Linked DNA regions of Mus musculus: region 1 is linked to region 2. A link is a contact called in public Micro-C data. All regions are on one chromosome and are shown on one strand. The core of a region is the stretch at or near the end of the contact, and the rest is flanking DNA. Distances in the headings are between cores, read along the strand shown. Region 1 has its middle 11 kb from the start of Gm36337. Region 2 overlaps Gm36038 (a long non-coding RNA gene).

Region 1 (7,216 bases), core at 1,187-3,686, 450 kb after region 2:
GGGCTGGACTTCTCTCTGCAGGGACAGTACTTGCTACTCCCTGCTGGAGCTTTTTCTTCTAGCTAAGTGCAGGTGGGCAGCAGGCAAGAGAGGTGAGCTGAGCCCTACTGCTATCCTATATGGAAAGTTCAGTTGGGTGTCATTCGCAGTGTTTGTCCAGAGCCCAGAGCTTAACTAAGGTCCAGTTGCCACATTGGTCGGCCACGCAGTCTCCACCTTTCTCTGGGGACCTACCTCTGTTCACCCGGATCTCCATCCCTGGGCACCCACCCCTGTGAATCTCTCAGGGCTCAAGATGTGCGAGTCACTGTCAGATCCTATTTGTTGTTCAAGCATGAAGACTGCCTCTAGCCAGTGTCTCAAGCTGAGGACTCTCAGGAGTGGCCTTCTGCAGCCTGAAGACTGGCAGGGGTGGGAACATGCAGGCCCAGAGAGTCCTGAGACCTGAATTTGGAGCCTGTGGCCCTAGGTACTTTCCTTAGCCCCAACTCATTAGTGTCCTGCACTCCAATGCAGTCATGGCCCCTAAGGAGGGGAGCCATACAGTGGTTGTAAAATCACCTCCAGAGGCCTCACCGGGCTCACTCTGTCCCCTGGGCTCTTGCATGTGTGTGTTCCCAGGTCCTTCCTGGGCTCAGTTTCCTCTGCACAAGCTAGGCTGACTCCACTCTGCCTAGCAGTAGCTTCAGTCTTCCTGGGCCCAGTGGTTGGGTGGGGTCAAGGGGCCCCCTCCTGCCACCTAGTGTCCCCAGCTGAGCAGTCATTCACGCTCCATACCCCAGCAATTGGGTCAGGAATGGATGTGGGCCCTGTCTGGGTCACAGGAGCCACAGGAGCTTTCTGGAGGAAGGGGGGCTTTTCTGGAGGAAGCAGGCTAGGAACAGATAACCCTGAGTTTTGTCAGGGAGGCGGGGCAGGGCTTGTTGATTGATGGACAGGCTGATGAGGGTGAGCTGGGAGCCAAACGGGGTCTTGGTAACATCTGTGAGGCTCTTAGGATCAGTTGTAAGCTGGTCCTCAAGTGTGTGTGTGTGTCTGTCTGTCGTGTCTGTCTGTCTTTTGTGGCTTTTTTTTTTGGTTTTTTTGGTTTTGTTTTGTTTTTCCGAGACAGGGTTTCTCTGTATAGCCCTGGCCGTTCTGGAACTCACTCTGTAGACCAGGCTAGCCTCGAACTCAGAAATCCGCCTGCCTCTGCCTCCCAAGTGCTGGGATTAAAGGTGTGTGCCACCACCGCCCTTGTCTGTCTGTTTTAAACAAGAGCCAATTGCTTCCCCTTGCACTAGAGGTTGGTCCTCAGATATAAATCTCCCTTGTCTCAGAGGGCAGAGTCCCAGTGTAGGCATTTGTGATCCTGGGCAGGGTTGGGGCTGTAGCTGCCCATGCTTCTGCTCCCACTGCCTCGGCTCCTCACTGAGCTCCCGCCCAGGGAGTGTGATGGACAGCTCTCTGTTGAAGGGAGCTGGGTTGGGGCAGAGTTGACCTGCCTATACATCTATGTTGTGGTCCACTGGCCAGCTGGCACCCAAGAGTGCCCGGTGGGACATGGTGACCATCCTTCCTCATGTCTCCATTTCTCTATCAAGTATACAGACCTACTGCAGTCAGGCTACAGTGGGAGGGGCCAATGTGCAGGCCGTCTCTGGCTCTACCACTCTAGAGCTTGGACATGAGGGCTGGAGCCCCAGCAGCTGTCCTGATGCTTGGTGATTGACCCAGCCATAGTTCTATCTCCTGTAAACTGACTAGTTACCACGTCCCACCTCCCTGGATCATCACAGAAATGAAAGGAGATGGCTTAGGTAAGCTGCCCAGTAGAATCTGAGGTGAGGTCGGTACTCATCTCACAGAGCCCCGAGAAAGACTGGGCAGTCAGCAGAAGTGAGATTTACACCCGATTCCCATGAAACCATTTGAGCTTAAGGCCTCTGCTCCCCTGAGAGAGTAGCCATAGTTCCAGATATCCACAGCAACACCACCAGTTCCAACCTCCTGTCTCCAGAACTCAGGCTGTCCTTGGAGTCTGAGGACTGGTGAGCTCATCTGGCATGTCCCTGAGACCCTGGCATCCCACGGGAGGTTGGCCATTCCTGTGCCAGATAGGCATCCAAGGCACAGAAGATCCAGCAGTGCCCAGATGCTGCCAGAGTGCTGGAGAGTGGCTGGGCCCGTTGTAGCCCAAGCACCTTGAATCTAGCCATGTGAGACCTTAGGTCCTGGTTCAGGCCACCACCCTGTGTCTTCCACCTCACCCACAGCCAGCTGGGTGTTGCCCCCACTCACAGGCCTCCCTGCCTGCTGAGTCACACTGGTGTTTTTCCTCAGACATGTAAACACTGAGCCAGGACCCCAGGAAACAGGTTGGTGTGTCTAGATACAGCTTCGGAGAGCTCTGTGTTCTGGGTGTCTCCTCGGGCTGGGGGAGGGGCTGGCACCTGCCCTCCCAGTACCTCCTGGGGCTGCTGATAAAGAGTCGGGCTTTGCCTATCAGCCTGGTATTCTACCTCTGGCTGCTCACAGGGGTTGAGAACAGAGATGGGGAGCTTATACCACCCCACCCCCAGCTCCTGCATGACCCACGGCTCAGAAAGCCCTGGGTGCCACCTGCTGGCCCCTGCCTGGTGATGGGGGCATTCTTAGAGGAATTTTAAGAATAGAGATTGGGTTTTGCAATTTAAGCCTATAAATAATCTCAGTACTCAGGAGACTGAGGCAGGAGGATTACCTTGAGTTTGGAGCCAGCCTCTGTTTCACAGTGAGACCCTGTCTCAAAGGGAATGTAAGTAAATCAACAAATACTTGTCACTTGCAATACAGATAAACATACTCTGATAGAGAATCAGTGGGGTGGTTTTGTGCATGCGTGTCTGTGTGCGCACAGAGAGAAGTGATGGGGGCTGGAGAGATGGCTCAGCGGTTAAGAGCACTGACTGTTCTTCCAGAGGTCTTGAGTTCAAATCCCAGCAACCACATGGTGGCTCACAACCACACGTAATAGGATCTGATGCCCTCTTCTGACGACAGCTACAGTGTACTTATATATAATAAATAAATCTTTAAACGAGAGAGAGAGAGTAGAGAGAGAAGCGCTGGAATGATTTGTGTGCGCACAGAAGATATTGGCTGTTTTCTTAGTTAAGTTTTTGAGACAGGGCTTCACTCTATATCCCAGGTTATAGCCTGGAACTTGAGATCCTCCTGCCTCAGCTTCCAACCACACAGGATGCAGGATTGGCACTTGGGGCCAGGCCCTGTGCAGAGACAAAGGAGCGTATAACAGGAAGCCACAAAGTTTGGGGGAGTTCCTTATATAACAACTGAAGCCGAGGGGCAGAAAAGCACCTTTCAGAATTGAGGAAACTGTACACAAAAGTATTTTAGAACCCCTCCTTGGAGGGCTGGGAATGCACCTCAGTGTTAGAGTTGGGGTGGACAAAGCCCAGGAGTCCATCCCCAGCAACACACACATACACACACACACACACACACACACACACACACACACACACACACATCTCCTGCAGCCAGGTTTACATAACTGTTCAAGGAAGGTGGGTCATACCCTGTCTTTTACAGCCACACTGACCCCCTGTGAGGCTGAGGGCTGGCTCAGTGCAAAGGTGGACCCCCTTACCACTGACTGCAGATGATGAGCCCCAGAACACCCCAGGTTCTGCAGAGAGGACTTCACACTCGCCATCAGGAGCAGAGGGCAGCGGATGCCACCTCTGAGCAAACAGTGCGCCAGTGTGTCCCAGGTCCCCAACAAATGCATCATTTCTACCTGGACATGAACTGCACTTTCCTGAGCACATGACTTGGACCCTTGTCAAGAGTGGCAGGAAGGATGGAAGAGGGAGCGATGCGATGGTGAACTCGCCTCTGGGTCTTATCAGGCAGGCCTCTGTGAAGAGCCACGGAGAAGTGCATGCTAAGAGCATGCATGGGGCAGAAGGAAGCACACACCACACACACAGGTCCTGGTGGGATGGGGTTTGATGTATTGGAGGGATGTGTCCACAGTGGCTGGAGGGGAGGCCAACTGGAAGTGAAGAGGTCATTTGGGGGCTGGGGAGATGACTTAGTATTTAAGAGCACTAGCTGCTCTTCCAGAGGCCCCAGGTTCAATTCCCAGCACCTGCATGGTATCTCACAACTGTAACTATAACTCCAGTTCCAGAAGATCTGGCACCCTCAGATACACATGCAGGCTGAACACCAATACACGTGAAACAAAAATAGACATTCATGAAGGAGGAACTGAGGGGCTAGGCTGATGGGTCACTTGGGGTCCAGGAACAACAAAAAGTGATGGGGTGGCACCATCTAGCCCTGAGTCGCAGGAATCTAGCTAGGGTGGGGGCGTGGGGCCTGGGCATGGCAGACAGGTGACATGTCACACCCACACTCACCTTTGTCTGGGAAGCAGGCACAGCCTACTGTGTGTCTGGGAGCACTGTGGCGGGGGGAGCACCTCAGAATCTCCCATACATAAGTGCCACTATCTGGGGCCATGCAGAGTACCTGCAGAGAGATCCTGGCTCAGGGTGGGTGGACGGAGCTTTGTAGAAAGTGTCAGGCTTAAGGAGGGGCTGAGGAAGGCCTCAGCCAGCACTTCTTTACTGAGTCTTGGAGGGCCTTACTGGCCTTGGAGGGCCAGGAGTGTGACTCAGCTGGACCCTGTGATCCCAATGCAGAACAGGGTTTTGTCATTCCAGAACCCAAATACCATGTCTAGAACACACTTGGTGCTTAATAATGTCTGTGGAGAGAGCAGTCAGGAGGGATGTGCTCCTGGCCAGAGCACCTCTCAACCACAGGACCTTTGCACATGCACTTTCCTCTGCCCTCAGTGCCCTTCCCTGACAATCCCTGCCACCCCACCAGGCACTCCCTTGCCGCCTTCTCACTGCTCAGCAAGCCTCTGGGTTTGACCCCTGGTTTAGGTCATGAGACCCATTAGTTGCTCTCTCTCCCCATCCTGAACATTGAGCTCAGAGGAGGTAGAGTGTTTCTGTTTCTGGCCCACCATGACAGTGCCAGCTTCACTTCCTCTATGAATGAGTCCTGAAGAACTTTATAGGCTGGGGCCGTGGCATAAGGAAGAGCCTGTACAACCAGGTTCAATCCCCAGCCCTGTATAAACTGGGCGTGGTGGTACACTTCTGTAATCCTAGCACCCAGGAGGCAGGAGCTTAAGAAGTTCAAGATTATTCTTGGCTACAGTTTGAGTTCAGGGCTAGCCTGGGCTAAGTAAGAACCCGTCACAAACAAACAAAATTTAACTTAAACAATTCTCCAGCCATAGAAGCCCCCCGAAGCAGGAACATCTGCTCCAGAACTCCTGCATGAAGACTGATACTTCACAAGCCTAGGCAAGGGCGATGCAGCTCAGCTGTGGCCCATAGAACCAGAGTGCAAAGTGCCTCTGCTCCCGGGAGTGTCCTGAGAGAGGTCAGAGGTGACCCCTGGGAGGTGGAGTGGGCCCCCTGGGCCTGGCTGTCTGTGGACTTGAGTTTTGACCATATTTGTCCAGTGACATGTGGCCACCCCAGGCTGTGGCATAAATACCAGTTTATCAGGCTTATTTGCTTTGTCCCCGCAGAGCACACAGGGAGCCAGCAGCCTCCCTGGGTGGTGTCCTTCACTCAGATCGCAGCCCTGGACTGGAGGCTGGGAGCCATCCTTTGGGGCCCTGGGACAAAGGAGACCTGGCCCAGTCTGCTGAGCATTCTGTCAGTCTCCAGAAGGCAAAAGAGGGTGTGCTCTTCCCCCAGCAGATTCTGTTTGTTTGTTTGTTTGTTTGTTTGTTTGTTTGTTTTTCCAGACAGGGTTTCTCCTTGAGGCCCTGGCTGTCTTGGGACTCACTCTGGAGACCAGGCTAGACTCTACTCATCTTTCCGTCTCACCTCCCAGGCACTAGTGTTCCAGGATTGCTTTTCTTTTTCCTTTGTTCTTTGTCTTCCTTTTTAGTATTTTTGGTTTTAGTTATAGAGACAGTCTTATGTAGCCCAGGCTGGCCTTCAACTGTACCAGAGGATGACCCATGATCTTGAACATCTCTGCTCCTCCTGTCTCCACCTCCCTGGGGCTAGGATTGCAGGTATAAAGCACTGCTCTGGGTTGATACAGCTCTGAGCCTGCTAGATAAGCTCTCAGCCAATTTACCAGCGTACCCTGCTTGCTTTCCCTCTGCAGCAATGTAGATGATACCCAGGGCCTTCTGCTCCCTAGGCAAGTGTTCTGCTACAGGCCATGACACAAGTATAGTCCAGGATGGTTTCTAGTTTTATTTTTATTATTTGTGGTGTGTGTATATGGTGTGTGTATGTGTAGTATGTGGGTATGGTGTGTGTTGTGTTTGTTTATGGTATGTGTGTATGGTGTATGTGTGTGTGTGTTGCGTGTGTATGTGTTGTGTGTGTGTGTGCGTGTGCATGCACGCGCACGCACGCAAGCACACATATACGTATGTGCGGATGTCCACAGTGGCCAGCAGCAGGCATCAGGTCCCCCAGAGCTGGAGTTTTAGGTAGTAGTGAGCCCCTCCGAGTGAGTGCTGGGATCTCAACCCCAGTCCTCACCACAGAGCACAGCTCTTAGCCTCTGAGCTCTCTCCAGCCCATCCATTGGCCTGTTGTTACAAATTGCCACCAACTGGGCTTAAAGCATCTCTCATTTGATGTCATGGTTCAGTGAGGAGAACTCCAACACAGTATGACTCAACTTGGGCTGCAGCCTGGGCTCCCACGAGGACAAATCAACAAGGCTGTGTCCCTTGCAGAGGGCTCCAGGCTGGACCCCATCCTCTGTCTTGTGGACCAGGGTCTAGGCCCGGTCAGCTGTGGATGCAGCAAGCATCTGCCCGAGGTAGCCACCCTCCTCCTGTCTCCTAGGTAACCTTTCCAGAGAAAGTGACCGGAGGCCCTCAAGCTTCCAATCAGCATCTTCCCTCTCTCGCTCAGTGCAGACCATATCAGTGCCTCCTTCGCAGTCAGGGCTGGGACTCCCAGGCCCTGCAGGCTTCGTTACCATCCTGGAATGCAGACAGAGTTTGTACTGTGGATAGGACCATGGGGCAGGTCTGTGTGGCCCTGCCCTTTATCTTAGCAGCACTTACAGTGTGGTGTCTGTTGATGGAGCATGTGGGCACGCAGGAGCGGTGGTGCCGGGGGTGGGGGGTGGGGGGGCACATGGAAGCATGGAACACAGGCACTGG
Region 2 (6,568 bases), core at 4,052-6,551:
GCCAAGCCCTGTCCCTGAGATTGCTGATAGTGGCTTTGCCCTGACATGTAGCAGTTGCTTGGTGAGGACTCCGCCTGCTGTTCACGCCACCTCCCGCTCGCTCCCTGGCCTTTTAAGGGGAAAAAAAAAATATCCTCTTATGTTTTTTTGTGTGTTCTAGAGACAGGGTCTCTTGCAGCCCTGCTTAGCCTCCAATTTTATACTGAGCCAGAGCTCAGAATTGAACCTAGAGCCTCATGCATTCCAGGCCAGCAGTTTGCCAACTGAGCCACACCAGCCCCTCTCGGTGTTTGTGACACAGGGACTCCATGTAGCTCAGGCTATGGAGAAGTTTCTGTGAAGCCCAAGCTGGTCTTGAATTGGAATCCTCCTGCCTTAGGTTTCGAGGGCTGCCGATCACAGGTGTGTGCCACTCATTCCTGGTTGGCCTTTTCACTCTTGAGCTCTGATGACAGATCCGTTCACTTGACAAATGTTCCCTGAGCATCTGCTCTGCAGGAAGCACTGAGCTGGGAGGTGAGGGGGAGCCTGGTGCCTGAGGCAGATGTGTGGCCGCCCCCTGGGGAAGCTGGGGTGGCTGCCTCACCAGCCACTCATCTGCAATTTTGTGGATGGGTTGCACCTTACAAAGGAGAAGGTGATGCGTTCTGAGGACCCAGCCCAAGGGCAGGGACAGATCTGTAGCATGAGTGACAAGTTGGCAGGACCTGGAGGGTGAGTGGGGGCCAGTAGGTCACTGGGCTGCTGTAGGAGGACTCCAGTGTTTCTAGACAGAGAGGCCTCTGGGCAAGGCAGGATAGAACTGGCTCCTTCCAGGAACAGGGTTAAGGCCTGGGAGGGGATATGAGGGGATATAAGACCCTGGAGATAGCACTGTGGCTCCACCATGACCAGGGCTGGGGGAGGTAGGGGTGAGCCCCTTTCCTGAGGACACTAAGGTAGCCCAGAGTTCAGTCTTAATTTAGACCCACACACAGCTACTGATGTGCGGCCGCCCAAGCTGTATGTAAGTGAGGCTGCTTGGTCACACTGGCCACAAAGGAAGTGTCCTACAGTGTGGCAGGAGTCTTAGAGGCCAAGACCCCTGTAAGATGGGTCGGGAGGTGGCAAGGACAAGACTGGGAACCTCCCTGATGGAGTGGTTGGTAACCAGGGCACAGCTCGGGAGCTGCTACAGCTGAAAGTCTGTCCTAAGCCCCTTTCCCTCCATTCTATTCCCCTCTGAAGTCTGGTGAGGCTGGAGAAACCACACACAGTGAAGGAGGAGAGAAGACACTCGGGTGGCCGAGGGTGGACCTGCTGTGTTAATTCAGGGAACAGAAGTGCAGAAACTACCGAATGGGCCACCCTAGAGGCTGCAGAAATGGCTTCCTGGGCAAATCACTTGCTTCAAAAGTTGGAGAACCTGAGTCTGGACCTCTGGAACCTGCATGAAGCCAGATGATGCAGTAGGCGTCCATGATCCCAGAACTCCATGGGCAAGGTGGGAGGGAGAGACAGGAGACACCTCCTCCACTTGCGGGGCAGCCACCCTGGCTTACATAGTTGGCACCGTAAGAGACTATCTCAAAGGAGGTGTATGTGAGGACTGGCGCCTGAGGCTGTCCTCTAACTTCCACACTCATGCCAAGGTACATGTGTGTCTGCACACACACACTAACATGCACATGATGCACACACACAGACATGTGCAAAGATTTTATTTTTTCTAAAAAGGCAACCTGGAAAGGACCGTGGAGATTGAGAGGACTAAAGGCAACTCCAGGCTTAGGAGACTTTTATAGATATCTAGAGCCCTCTGGACGGATTCTGCCAGTCTACTCAAAGGTTTGTTTTTGTGGAAAGCTGTTGACGATATCCATCCACTGTCTTGAACGAACTGGAGTTGGCCATTTTCTCATCATTCATTCATTCATTGACTCATTCATTTATTCATAATCTTGGCAGAGCCAACTCAAAACATCTATAAACCTAACTAACAATCTTAAAAGCTACCGGGCGTGGTGGCATATGCCTTTAATCAGGAGGAAGAGGCAGGTGGATCTCTGTGAGTTCAAGGCCAGCCTGGTCTATAGCATGAATTCCAAGATAGCTAGGGCTTTTACACAGAAAATTCCTGTGTAACAACAACAACAACAAAAACAAACACCCCCCAAAACTAACAACAATAACAATTTTAAAAGTTGGGCTTTAGCCAGGCGTGGAGGTACACACCTTTAGTTCCAACACTCAGGAGGCAGAGGCAGGACATGACTATGAGTTTGAAGCCAGTAGGAACTATGTAATGAGATCCTGTCTCAGGACAAACTATTATTGTTATTTTATTATTATTGAGTGAGTGTATGGTGTTTGTGTGTGTGTGTGTGTGTGTGTGTGTGTGTGTGTATGTGTGTGAGTATGTGTGTGTGTGAGTGTATGTGTGTGAGAGTGTATGTGTGTGTGTGTGTGTGTGAGTGTATGTGTGTGAGAGTGTATGTGTGTGTGTGTGTGAGTGTATGTGTATGAGAGTGTATGTGTGTGTGTATGTATGTATATATGTATGTATGTATGTATGTATGTGTGTGTGTGAGAGAGAGTATGTGTGTGAGTGTGTATGTGTGTGAGTGTATGTGTGTGTGTGTATGTATATATGTATGTATGTATGAGTGTGTGTGTGAGAGTATGTGTGTGTGTATGTGTGTGAGTGTGTGTGTGAGTGTATGTGTGTGTGTATGTATATATATATGTATGTATGTATGAGTGTGTGTGTGTGTGTGTGCGCACTCGTGTGTGTGTGCACTCGTGTGTGTACCTGTGCTGGGGAGCACATGCATGTCACAGATCAGAGACAACTTTGAGGAACTGGTTCTTTCCTTCAAACTTTATGTGGATTTCAGGGCTCAACCTCAGATTGTGGGCTTATGTGACTTAACTGAGCCACCTCTCAGGCCCCCATAGAGCTTATATAAAGATAAAAGATCAATGAAATGAATGATTGAGAGAAGGCAATGATGCAGGAGGGCTGGAGTCTGGCTTTAGGGGTGCTGGGATGACGGTGATGCCAGGTTTCTCTCTCTTCACCTTTTTCAAGCTGTTGACAATGTGCCAGCAGCTACGAGGCCACCCTGGCCTCCTGACACCAGCACAAGGGACTGTCAGGGCCCAGAGCTATTGACCTGTGAGTCATTGGCTCAGGTAGGTCATGTGCCTCCTTGTGAATCCAGGAGCCAGGGATCTTACAGGCTCAGGCACTCCTTGTTCTCCATGAACTGTGTGAGAGCACTTGGGCACAGAGCAGATTAACAGACAAGAAATTAAGGGGAACAGCAAAGTGGGAGAGAGTTGAGTGGACACTAGACTCAGAACCAGAGTCGGCTGTAATGAATCCACTTGGCACCTCAGGTCTGGGATCTAGGGCACAACTAAGGCCACCTTAGGCTCTCAGGAGCTTGCATTCCCAGGGAACTTTGACTGATGACTCTCTCCTCCACCCCACTAGAAATCTGGAGGGGAACCTCCCCTCTTTGCCCCGCTCTGGCCCCCACCCCAGTCCAGCCAAAGAAAGGAATGAAGTTAACTGCCCATTGTTCCTGTGACACTTCCTGAGAACAACAAAGAGCCTTTTTACCAGGGAAAGTGAAGCAAGCCAAAGATCCACAACCTGGAAGTCACAGAATTCAGCTGTGTTGGTGCCAGATGGGAGACACCCAACAAGCCATGTTCAGAGTTGGAGCCAAAACAGGTAGGCTGTGCAGAAAGCCCATATATGGCCAGTCTTTTGGGTATACTGTGCTCAAGTATATAACATTGACTAGATACTTGGAAACAACGCACATGGAAGGTTCTGGAAGGATCAGTGAACATGGGAGCCCATTCCCTGCTGGGTCACACCTCTTTTCTGCTAGGTCCATTTAGTTTTGAGCTAAGGGAAACAGAGATGTAGAGACTTATAACTGGGTCTCTATATTAACTGCTACCGAGATGCCTCTCAACAGAGAGTTCCAGACAGAGGAGGCGAATGATCAGTCTGTGGAGGCAGCGAACATGCTAGAACTAGAGACCAGCAATGAGATGGAGCTGAACAGGGGGCAGGAGGCAGGAGATGAAGCTAGAGTTGGAGCTGTGACCAAGCTTGAGAGAGTGTGGCAGTCTAGGAGACTGGCTCTATTTTACCCTGAATCCCTGGTGTCCCAGGGCCCTACTGGCAGGGTAGGAGCTGGTCTGACCAAAACAGCGCTAAAACAACAGGTGCTCATTCTTACAATATCCCAAGATGGGTGTTCAGCCACACCCCCTAATGGTTCTAGGGGAAGGTCCTTTAGTGCTTCCTCCAACTCTTGATGGTTTGGGAGATCCTCAGTGTGCCTTGGCTCACCTTAGCCCTCCCTCTGTCTCTGTCCCCCTCCTGTCAGCATGTGAAGTCTTGTCCTATAAGGACAACGGTTATTTCATATGGTCTTTGCTCTGGTTCCGCCTGACCTCACTTTAGTTTCATCCAGAAAGGCTCTTTCCAAACAAGGTCACCCTCTAGCTGGACAGCGATTCTGGCTGGCGATGGGATGGATGTTCTTTAACTCAAGACAAGACAGCGGTGAGACATGCACGGCATGCTGTTCACCTATGGAAGGGGTTACGTCAGCACAAGGAAAGGGCTGAGGAGCCAACGTGGGCACCAGAAGTGACGAGAGACTGGAGAACAGGGAGGGTGAGGATGTGGGGGCAGGGAGGTCAGGGATGGAGGCTGAAGATGTTCATGTGGGGAAACAAAAAGGACGCGGAGATGAATAGGATTCCAGCTAAGTAAGGGGTGCATTCTAGAACCTTCCCTAGGGGGCTGGTGGCTTCTGAGCCCAGCCTTCAGTGACACAGTTCTGTAAGGCTCAGGATGTGATGGAAAGAACGCACACAAGTGGGGGAGGTGGAGGCTCTGGGAAGAAAGCAGAAGGCTGAAACGTACACACAAGCCAGGACCTTGCCCCAGCAGCAGGAGCTCACCAGGGACACTCCAAACCTCCTGGCTCAGCGCGTGGGCACCCCTCAGAATTGCTGATGGCTGACCTAGAGTAAATACCCCTCCCTGTGAGCTCACACTTCAATTAGGCCTCTGCTCCCTCCAGTCTGGTCCCTTACTCTCTGCTGCTGTCTGGGGCGCTGCCTAGTAGGCACCAGTGGTCTGTTGATGCCCAGGACAGGGGTCTCTATCCCGAAATGCTAAGGGGGAGGGGAACCTCGGCTTCTCTCAGAGGTGGTGCCCTTTGGATTGCCTGTGCTGTCCAGACGAGGAGCAGGAACCTGGGGCTGCATGCTTCCAAAAACTCCCACGCGCCCTTGGGAGATTAAACAGAAGCTTTAGTCATTGAAGGTTCCAGAAGCCAGGCATGTGAAGTCAGTGTGGCTGCGCTGAAATGGGGTGTCGACAGGGCCCCACTCTCCCTAGGAGATCTCTCTCCATGACCCTTCCCACTTCTTCAAAGGCAGCATCTTCACTCCCACCATAGAAAATGCTTAGTCATCCCCTTATCATACATGCTCAGACCTGTGACTGAGGGCACACAGATAAAATCAGGAGTTTCCCATTTCCCGCCCCTCCTTTCTGTTGGGCACAGAGTCTTCCGTAATAACTCAAGCCGGTCCCAGACTCATGATCATCTGGAGCAGGGGGTTGGCAGGAGGCACCACCATACCTGCCTTCATGTCTGTGTTATCTTTTTTGTTTTCTGTGTTGTACTGGTTAGCATGGAGCTCATGATGTAGGCAAGGCTGTCCTTGAACTTGCAGCAATTCTTCCTTAGGTGGAGTGACAGACATGTGCTATCAGGACCAGCTCCGTCTTACTAAGGATGCCCCTGTTGCTGATTGTAGTGTGGGAACTCGAGAGCAGGCCCCATCTGTGCAAGGCAGCCTGCACCTCTTGGTTTATACTCTGTGACGAAGACTGACTTCCTTTCAGTATGATGTTGGGTTCTTGGGAGTAGGACCGGGTTTGTCTATGGGGCCTGTATTCTGCCCAAGCAAAACCCTCAGAGGCTGTATACAGGAGGTGTAACCAACACTGCCACTCAGGTTCTTCACAAGTGAACACCAGAGTGTCTTTTAAAATTGTGTGTATGTGTGTGTATATGTATGTGTGTGTATGTATCTCTGTGTGTATATGTGTATATATCTGTCTGTGTGTCTGTATCTGTGTATGTATGTCTGTGTATGTCTGTGTCTGTGTGTCCTCTGTGTATATATGTGTCTGTGTGTCTGTGTGTATATATGTGTCTGTGTGTATGTGTGTGTAAATGTGTCTGTGTGTCTGTGTGTGTATATGTGTGTGTATGTGTGTATGTGTATGTGTGTATAGAACCTGGGCAGTTCTTTTCTTTCCCCCCGTGGATCTCGGGGATTAAATTCAGGCCTTTAGGCTTGGCAGCAAGCACCTTTACCAACTGAACCGTCTCCCAGGCTCTAGGTTTTGGTTCCCTTACCTTTTTTTTGACCTGTCTTGAGTCTCAAGTAGCTTTAGCTGTTCTTGTCCTTGCTGCATAGCTGAGGGTGACTTTGAACTCCTGATCCTCCAGGCTCCACCTCCCAGAACTGGCATGAG

What was found. A called contact is a pair of places that touch in the nucleus more often than the background predicts.
Region 1: a contact with region 2 is called in a Micro-C map of the G1E-ER4 cell line, with 3 times the contacts expected there. The contact joins two enhancer-like sites. A contact is called at or near these places in 1 of 15 datasets of contacts at CTCF or cohesin (the G1E-ER4 cell line) and 3 of 484 Hi-C or Micro-C datasets (all in the G1E-ER4 cell line).

The regions. Positions count from the first base shown.
Region 1 is chr2:173,035,960-173,043,175 of GRCm38.p6, forward strand. No RefSeq gene overlaps it. Among named protein-coding and RNA genes, the nearest start is that of Gm36337, 11 kb to the right of the region's middle. RefSeq lists an enhancer at 1-881. Within about 2 kb of position 2,437, at least 47 of the 459 cell types and tissues checked have an H3K27ac peak or open chromatin away from gene starts, as enhancers often do. A contact at or near this core is called in the G1E-ER4 cell line, where this site is marked.
Region 2 is chr2:172,585,535-172,592,102 of GRCm38.p6, forward strand. Gm36038 (a long non-coding RNA gene) reads left to right here. Exons shown (of 3, transcript XR_867065.1): 2 at 3,479-3,721. Among named protein-coding and RNA genes, the nearest start is that of Gm36038, 12 kb to the left of the region's middle. Within about 2 kb of position 5,302, at least 14 of the 459 cell types and tissues checked have an H3K27ac peak or open chromatin away from gene starts, as enhancers often do. A contact at or near this core is called in the G1E-ER4 cell line, where this site is marked.